Regions from separate parts of the Pan troglodytes genome. Here all the other regions are linked to region 1. A link is a contact called in public HiChIP or PLAC-seq data. All regions are on one chromosome and are shown on one strand. The core of a region is the stretch at or near the end of the contact, and the rest is flanking DNA. Distances in the headings are between cores, read along the strand shown.

Evidence for each region. HiChIP or PLAC-seq counts read pairs in DNA pulled down with a chosen protein or histone mark.
Region 2: an H3K4me3 HiChIP or PLAC-seq map of stem cell-derived excitatory neurons shows a contact between it and region 1, with 2.1 times the contacts expected there. The contact joins the promoter of ARPC3 here to the promoter of TCTN1 in region 1. A contact is called at or near these places in 1 of 7 Hi-C or Micro-C datasets (induced pluripotent stem cells) and 1 of 1 datasets of contacts at active chromatin or transcription factors (stem cell-derived excitatory neurons).
Region 3: a contact with region 1 is called in an H3K4me3 HiChIP or PLAC-seq map of stem cell-derived excitatory neurons, with 2.4 times the contacts expected there. The contact joins the promoter of PPP1CC here to the promoter of TCTN1 in region 1. A contact is called at or near these places in 1 of 7 Hi-C or Micro-C datasets (stem cell-derived neural progenitor cells) and 1 of 1 datasets of contacts at active chromatin or transcription factors (stem cell-derived excitatory neurons).

Annotation. Positions count from the first base shown.
Region 1 is chr10:117,424,852-117,427,789 of NHGRI_mPanTro3-v2.0_pri, reverse strand. It overlaps TCTN1 (tectonic family member 1), which reads right to left and starts at 1,363. Exons shown (of 15, transcript XM_063784937.1): 1 at 998-1,363.
Region 2 is chr10:117,259,715-117,262,652 of NHGRI_mPanTro3-v2.0_pri, reverse strand. It overlaps ARPC3 (actin related protein 2/3 complex subunit 3), which reads left to right and starts at 1,545. Exons shown (of 7, transcript NM_001251913.1): 1 at 1,545-1,613. The coding sequence starts at 1,608.
Region 3 is chr10:117,553,448-117,556,385 of NHGRI_mPanTro3-v2.0_pri, reverse strand. PPP1CC (protein phosphatase 1 catalytic subunit gamma) reads left to right here and starts at 1,366. Exons shown (of 8, transcript XM_001144540.7): 1 at 1,366-1,724. The coding sequence starts at 1,670.

The sequences.
Region 1 (2,938 bases), core at 114-2,613:
ATCATGAACCACTTTAAGAATCGGCTGCTATGAACTCTCATCTCAGGAAAAGGCATATTCACAAAGTTTTGCACTCAATCTTAGCGGGTCACAGTCATTCAGTGAAGTCATCCATGTCAATTTTTTTTTTTTTGAGACAGTCTTGCTCTGTCGCCCAGTCTGGAGTGCAGTGGTAATTACTGCAACCTCTGCCTCCTGGGTTCAAGCGAGTCTCCTGCCTCAGCCTCCCGAGTAGCTAGGATTACACCATGCCCGGCTATTTTTTCTATTTTTAGTAGAGACTGGGTTTCGCCATTTTGACCAGACTGATCTTGAACTCCTACCTCAAGCAATCCACCCGAGTTGACCTCCCAAAGTGCTGGGATTACAGGCGTGAGCCACGGCGCCAGCCAAACGTCAAATTAGATTATAAAATATTTCCACTAAATGTGTAATTCTAGAATTAATCATTTTCTGAAAAAAATGTTAATTATCCCTACATATGACTCCTAAGAAGTGAGCATAACCCCTCCCTCAATAGCTTTCCACCTCCAATTCAACACAGGAGGAATCCTGGGTTTTTAGAATTCAGGTCAACAGAGAAGGGTCTTAACATAGTCACATTTAGTAAGATAGACCTTTGGCCTCTCTTTAAGTGAAAGTTCAGTGCAGCCAAGGCACTAATTTCCACCATTGTCTCGACTTAATTTCGTCTTGGGCTGCAAGAATTCATTATTGCTCTTTGCATCACTGTTGTCTGGGACCACTTCAAGTATTTTCAAAGGTTTGATACCGTTCCACTTAAACTCTGAGACCCGGTTTTCTCATTTACCTGACAGTGATAGTAACAGCTACTTCTCAGGGTTATTGTTTAGAATGGACGTTTATGGAACATTCAGCAGTGTCTGCACACAGTAAGTGCTCAATAAGAGTTAGCTATCATTATTACGTCCTCACCGGGGCTGTCCCCTTGAGGTTGGATCACTGTGGACCCCAGGAGCTGGCACATGGTACCCACCGTCCGTGACCGGGGTAGGCCTGGGGCCGGAGGAGGGCCCTGGAGCCCTGGGAGTCCTGGGGGGCCTGGTCGACGGGGAAGTTCCGAAGGTGGCCAGGGCTGCCTCGGTGGAGTTGAGGCCCTCTGTCGTCACCGCCGGGGTGGCCTCGGTCTGGGCGCTCACGGAGGCCCAGCAGCCCAGGAGCACCACCAGGGGCAGCGGGAGACCTCGCGGCCTCATCTCCCAGGGAGTCCCAGCGAGGCCCGCGACATGGACCGCGCGTTGCCCGGCAACCGCAACAGCCAGGCGCGGGGCATCACGGGAAGGGGCTTGCGAAGCCGCGAGAAGCTGCCGGAGACTGACGGGGGCGAACCCTGGATGAGGCAGGGGGCGGATCCCGGATGAGGCCGGAGGGCGGAGCCTGGGTGAGGCAGCGATGGCAGGCAGAGGGGCGAGCACTAGTGAGCGGGTGTGAAGCTGGCGTAAACGAGGGGCGTGTAAATCCCGGCTGTGGTTCCCAACCGGTCTGCGGCGCTTGCTTAAAAAATGCAGATTTTCTGTAGTTCCAGCTACTCGGGAGGCTGAGGCAGAAGAATCGCTTGAACCCGGGAGGTGAAGGCTACAGAGAGCCGTGAGCGTGCCACTGCACTCCAGCCTGGGCGACAGTGTGACACTCTGTCTCAACCAAAAAAAAAAAAAAGACGGATTTCCAGGTACCACCTCAGGAGATCCTGAGTCAGTTAGTCTAGGGCAGGACCCAGGAATCAGTTTTTGGGGGATTTTTTTTGAGACAGGGTCTCACTCTGTCGCCCAGGCTGGAGTGCAGTAGCGCGATCTCGGCTCACTGCAGCCTCTACCTCTGGGGCTCAAGCAATCCTCCTACTTCAGCCTCCTGAGTAGCTGGGAACTCAGGCGCGCGCCACCATACCCAGCTAATTTTTTTTTTTTTTTTTTTTTTTTTTTTTTTTTTTTTTTTTTTTTTGTAGAGACGAGGTCTCCCTCCGTCGCCCGGACTGGTATCGAACTCCTGGGTTCAAGTGATCCACCTGCTCCAGCCTCCTGAGTCCTGAGTAGTTGGGATTACAGGCGTGAGCCACCACTCCCAGCCAGGAATAAATATTTTTAACAAATGTCCCGACGCAAGCAGATGAGTTGGACGGAAATTTAGGAAGCGCCGTCCCAACGCCACTAACGTGGGTGTTTCGAAGGAGCACAGGGATCTGTGAGATCACTGTCTCTGAATTTTCTCTATCCCAGACTCTGTCAACACTGGCTTCACCTTTTTATTTTAGCTGCATCTCACGAGGTTGCCAGATAACTTCTGTCTGCTGTATTGTGATAAAGGGGACAAATGAACACTTAATACCTTTTATTTTTTGTAGAGAGGGGGTCTCACTATGTTGATCAGGCTAGTCACAAACTCCTGGCCTCAAGTGATCCTCCCGCCTCAGCCTCCCAAAGAGCTAGGATTACAGGCATGAGCCACCACGCCAGGCCTAAGAACCTATTTAAAGACAAAAATCTTTTACAAAAATTAAGTAAAATAATTTAGACATATTAAAGGGGAAAACAAAGCAAATCCACTGTAATGCTACAAAACGACCTGGAGACCCTAAGATTTAGGAAAGCCTCTCCATTCTGAATGGGCTTATTTAGGAGGTACCCAAGCCCGAGGATGTTGGCTGCACCTTTGACACTTAATCTCCATACAGTTCAGAAGTAGATGTCGAAGTACTTAGACATGGCCAGGCACAGTGGCTCACACCTGTACTCCCAGCCCTTTGGGAGGATCGCTTGAGTCCAGGAGTTGAGACCAGCCTGGGCAACATGGTGAAACCACATCTCTACAAAAAATACAAAAATTAGCCAGGTATGGTGGCACATTCCTGTAGTCCCAGCTACTCAGGAGGCTGAGGTGGAAGGATCGCCTCAGTCCGGAGAGCTTGAGGCTGCAGTAAGCC
Region 2 (2,938 bases), core at 296-2,795, 170 kb after region 1:
CCTTGGTCCTCCCTGGTTTAGCTTCTAGAGAATATGGTATGTGCCTGTGGAGAAAAAGTGAAGGACCCGATTCCAGTGCCTTCCCCACTGGACACTGGGGTTTCAAAGATGAATCTGACAATTCCAGTCCTCGAGGATTTCACTGTCTCATAGGCAGGGCTGACAGAAATTCAGTAAATTTACACAAATTTACTGAAGTTCCGTGGATGCCAGACACTGGGGATAGAACAGGGATGCACAGTGCAGGCAGGGCCTTGCTCACGTGGGGCTGCCATGCTGGGCCTGTGAGACTGACCATGAGGAAGGAAACCTCGGAGAGAGGATGGAAAGAAAAGCAGAAAAGAAATGGAGAGTGATTATGGGGCTACTCTGGGCTCTTTGTCAAAAAAGACCTTGCCTAAAAGGTGCTATTTGCCCAGTCAGCTGAATGCGAAATCAGATGTGGGAACATGGGGTCCTATTTCAGGCTGGGAACTGGCAGAAGAAATGGCTCTCAGGCAGCAATGAACTTGACTTTTAACATAAGAAGTTTTCTAGTAATAAATAAGTTAAAACTCTGGGCTTTCAGTATGCTCCAAGCATGTAAGTTCTAAGCATTTTACATGTAATTCATTTCATCCTCACAAAACTATGAGGTAAATACTGTTACTGCCATTTTCAGGTGAGGAACTGAAGCACAGGCCAGTTAACTTGCTCAAAATTACAGAGCTAGTATGTATTGGAGCTGCGATTCAAACCTGGAGTCCAGTGCCCTTCAGTTTCTCCATTTTTAGATGCAGTGCATTGGGTTCATTCATTCACTCAAATATTGATGTTTCCTACATACCATCACTGTTACAGGCGCAGGTGACAAAACGGACGAAGTGCTGCCTTTTTGGCATTCACAAGCACTAAGAGTAAACTAAATACAAGAATCGTAAGAACTAAGGGAAAAAGCGGGAGAGAAGGATAAGGCATGGGGCTGGAGTTGGGTGAACTGAAAATAGAATGAACGGAGAATGCTTCACAGGAAAGGTGATTTTTTTTTTTTTTTTTTGAGAGAGTCACACTGTCATCCCGGCTGGAGTGCAGCGGCGCGATCTTGGCTCACTGCAACCTCTGCCTCCTGGGTTCAAGCGATTCTCCGGCCTCAGCCTCCCGAGTAGCTGGGATGCTACCACGACCAGCTAATTTTTGTATTTTTAGTAGAGACGGGGTTTCACCATCCAGGCTGGTCTCGAACTCCTGACCTCAGGTGATCCACCCGCCTCGGCCTCCCAAAGTGCTGGGATTACAGGCGTGAGCCACTATGCCCGGCCCTGAAAAGGTGACATTTGAAAAAAATACAAAAGAGGTGATTGATCTCAGATTCTGGAACCTCAAGACCCATCTCCATTCTGGGCGCTGCCTCACGCTGCACCACTCAAGGCACCTGCCTAGTGCTCTGGCGCCTCCTTCAGATCCGCGCGGCCGCTGCAACCAGAAGCAGAACTGCAAGGCCGGAAGCTCCACGTCCGCACCCGCCCCTTCCGTTTCGCTTCCGCCTACCTCGCCCAGGCTGCCAGACCGGAAGCGCTCCGCTCTACCTGGATCCTGCTCCTCTGGGTTGAAACCCGGGCGCCGCCAAGATGCCGGTGAGGGTTCGATCCACGGTGTGGGGAGACAGCGGGGATTGCGAAGAGCAGAGAGAAACCGTGTGTGTGCCGAGAGAAGCGGGCGGCGGAAGGCAGAGAGGAAGCTGGGGCCCGAGAAGGAGGGAGGCGAGGGGAGGGGACCGATTGCTGAAGGATTGGGGCGGCCCGGGGGTGCCAGTCGTGGGAGGCGGGGGCGCGGCAGGAGTGGGCCAAGGGTCCAGAGTGTGTGAAGAGGCCCTTTTCTCTCTCTCCGTCTACTCCTTCCGACTCCGGCAGGGTTCCCAAAGCCTCACTAGAGCGCGAAGCCAAGGGCTGCGCTTTTTATTTTTCATATTTCAAGTCCAGGGGTCTAGCTTCTCCTTTTTCTGTCAGGCCCACTTCCTCCTCCGCCCCGGGGTCAGGCTCCCTCTGCTGTTTGTCATTTGTCAGAACCCACTTCCCGGCAGCGGCGGCCACCCCGGAGCCAGCTGGGTTTAGGGCCCTCACAGACTCGTTCGGCGCCTGACTTCCAAAGATTTCCTTTTTCGTGTGCCATCAGAGTGGGAGTAAAAAATTATGACGGCCTGGTTGTACTTAATTTCTGACAGCCAGTTTGTGGGGTAGATTTATCACCGTCATGGTCTCCATTTTGCAGATTCGGGAAAAGGTGGTTCAGTTATTATGTGATTGTTCACACTTTTTTTGTTGTTTGTTTTTTGAGAGAGTCTCGTTCTGTCGCCCAGGCTGGAGTGCAGTGAGGCGATCTCGGCTCACTACAACCTCCACCACCCTGGTTCAAGCAATTCTCGTGCCTCAGCCTCCCGGGTAGCTGGGATTACAGGCACGCGCCACCACGCCCAGCTAATTTTTTGCATTTTAGTAGAGACGGGGTTTCACCATGTTGGCCAGGCTGGTCTGGAACATCAGACCTCAGGTGATCCGCCCCCTCGGTCTCCCAAAGTGCTGGGATTATAAGCGTGAGCCATCGCGCCCAGCCTGCTCACACATTATTTTTAACAAACGTTAACGAGCACCTGCTGCCTGCCAGGCTGTATTTACAGCAGCAAATAAGTTCAACAAATCCCTAATCTTAAAGAATGTACATTCAAATCGGGAGTCGAGACAATAAAAGTGTAAACATAATAAAGGAGATACATACGGTAGTGTCAGGTAGTGACAAATGCTATAAAGAAGCTAGATGGGTGGTCAGGCACAGTGGCTCACGCCTGTAATCCCAGCACTTTGGGAGGCCTAGGTGGGCGGATCACGAGGTCAGGAGTTCAAGACCAGCCTGGCCAACATGGTGAAACCCCATCTCTACTAAAAATACAAAAATTAGCCAGGCG
Region 3 (2,938 bases), core at 117-2,616, 130 kb before region 1:
CCAAAGTCCTGTGGACTCCAGCAAGAGCCCCCCCGACCTCCATAGCCAGATGTTCACAGCAGCGCTGGGCACCAACTCCGAATGTCACCAACTGGGCTCATTGCCTTGGCCTGACAAATGGCACTTATGTGACTTCTGGTGGACAGAGCTGTAGCAGGGGAAAGTGAGTTGGTGCCTGAGGAAAGTGGATCTCGATAGGCTGAGTTCTGAAACTCAAGGGCCCTGCACCAGTAGCGAGGGAGCCCAAGTAAGGGGACATGGAGCCCGCACCCTGAGGACATTGCTTTGGAAGAGGATGCCTGGGTGGTGCAATTACCTCGTGGCATGCTGAGATGGGGATTCGTGCATCCTGCACGCCTTGGGAAACAAAATGAATTTCTCGGAGAGAGGGGGCTTTGCAAAATGTAAAGCGCTGCAGGAAGCAACGTACATGGAAAGGTCAGGAAAGAGAGCCGATCTGTTTGCTGAGTGTGGGCTGTACTTCCAAACCCAGCCAAAGTCGACGCGCAGCCCCTGGAGGTGGCACAGTTTGGGGGCCCCTTGGATAGGAGTGCCCTCGGGGAGGCTGGGAAGCCAGAGAGGAATGGGCCAAAGTTTCTTCGGGTGTCTGCAGAACCCAGGACCGCCCGCGCAGCTTGCATCTTCTCTTCCCGCCCCCGGCCTGCACGCGTGAAATCTGCAAATTCCCCTTTTAACTGCTGCACGCGCTCGTTCAACTTTGCCCTGGCTAGAATCGGGATAACCGTCCCGATGATTACATAACTTTCCGAGTTCAGGAAAGATAAATCCAAGGGACAGAAATGATAAAATTTTCTTTGAGTATGGATTTTTTACCCCTAAAGTAAAGTTACAGAAGTGCACAAAAAATATATATACAAATACCCATATACCCACCACTCACAATGAGTTAACTGTTACATTTTGACTTATCTGAAAGAGGGTTTTTTCTTTTTAGTTACCAAATAAACCTTTCTCTTGTCCCAAGTTCCAGTATATCTGAATCCAAAATAAGTCAACCTTCTTTTCTTTATTATTCTCCTTTTCCATCCTCACCCCAGATTTATCTTAAAGGGTAAATTCCAGGACCCCCGAAATCCCTCGGTGAGCTCCCACCTGTCCAGGTCTGCAAACATCTAGCCTCAATGCACAAGATCCGGCGATGGCCGCAACCGGCGGTGTGCACAGCTGCATTTCCTCCCCCAGCCCCAACTCCCGCGTGCAACTTTGCAACTCTCGCTCGGGCCCGGCATTGGGGGCGGGCCTATTTACTCGGCCCGTTTGGCGGAAGGATCCCATGCGGGGACGCGGTTGCGCTCAGCCGTCTCCGCCCCGCCCAGCGCCCGGGCCCCGCCCCCTCCCGCGCCCGGGCCCCGCCCCCTCCCGCGCGCCCTATGGCCCATAAAGAAGTCCCGGCCGGGCCGCTGCACTCCCCGCGCGCATCCGTGCGCCGCCCGAGGCTGTCTAAGGAGTCGGCGGCCATTTTGTTCTTCTCGTGGTTCCAGTGGGGAGAGAAGGAGGAAGTAGGGAGCGGGGTGGCAGGGGGGGACCCGCCGCGGCTGCTGCCACCGCCGCCACCACCGCCTCTGCTCGTGGCGTGGGAAAGGAGGTGTGAGTCCCGGGCGCGAGCCGGCGGCGGCGCCGCTGCGGGAGGGTCGGCGGTGGGAAGGCGATGGCGGATTTAGATAAACTCAACATCGACAGCATTATCCAACGGCTGCTGGAAGGTAAGGGGGGCAGCGGGCGGCTGAAGGGGGAGGCGGGCCCGAGGGCGGCAGGCGGCCCCGGGGGCTCGGGGGAGGGGAGTTGGGAGGCCGGTTGGGCTTGCAGCACCGTGGGGAGTGAGCTCCTCGAGTTGGCCCACGGGCCGGGGACTGCAGCCGGAGGGAGGCCAGCCCGGGATTCCCAACTTGTCGCCAGCCGCGGACCCTCCAGGCTCCGCTCATTCATTGCACGAGGATGCAGGCTTCCTCCCGGCCGTGGAATTTGAAAACTCCGCTCCCCACCCCCACGTTTCCCGCCCCTACCCGTTTGCCCCCGCGCACTGGACGGGTCTTTGGAGCGATGGTTGGGGATCCCAGTCCAGCCTCCTGGACGACGTGTGCCGTGCTGTGCGAGATGGACTTTTCGGTGCTCGTCCTCTCGGAAGGCAGTTTGATGAGGGCATGAGTTCCGCCGGGTTTGGGGGCTCTTTTCCTGCTTGCTTTTATTTTTATTTTTCGTGGTTCTGGGGTCTTGGGGGGCCCATTTCTTGTTACTTGGTAACAAGCGTTCATGTCTCAAGAGGTGTGAGAACCTGTCTTCGCCTGCCCTCCAAATCCTTTTAAGTTGTTCTAATCTTGGAGAGGTCTCCGCGCTCTTTTCCTGAACGTGCATCTGAAGAGGAAGCCAACGAGGCTGACGCTATCATTATCTTTCCAATGTGCCAGGCTCTGTCTTAAGCACTTTGCGTGCATGAATTATTACTGTAATCATAACTGACGCTTCTAAAGCGCTTACTGTGTGTCAGGCATTCTTTGAGCACTTAAGACAGATTTCGTTTAATTCTCCCACCCATTGCAAGATATTTGCAATTTTTTTTGTTTTTGTTATTTTACAGAAGAAACTGAGATGAAGTCACTTAACCAAGGTCACACAGTTAGTGACAGTTGGATTTCAAATCCACATAGCCGGGAGCTAGAACCCTCTACAGACAACACTGTCACCTTATGTAGGAAGGAAGGTGGCCAGTGGTTAAGTAAAGGTTAATAGAAAGCTTTAAATTTCGGCTCATCTAAGACTTGTGAGGTGCCTGGCAATTGATTCATGTTGATGTGGGAGAGGGGCGAGGTTCAGCTTTTAAAGACGGAAGCTGAAATGAGCTGCTTTCAGATTCAAGGGCATGTCAACGGATGCTAACATCTTATCCACGACTTTGTAAGAATTCAGTCATATCCCCTAA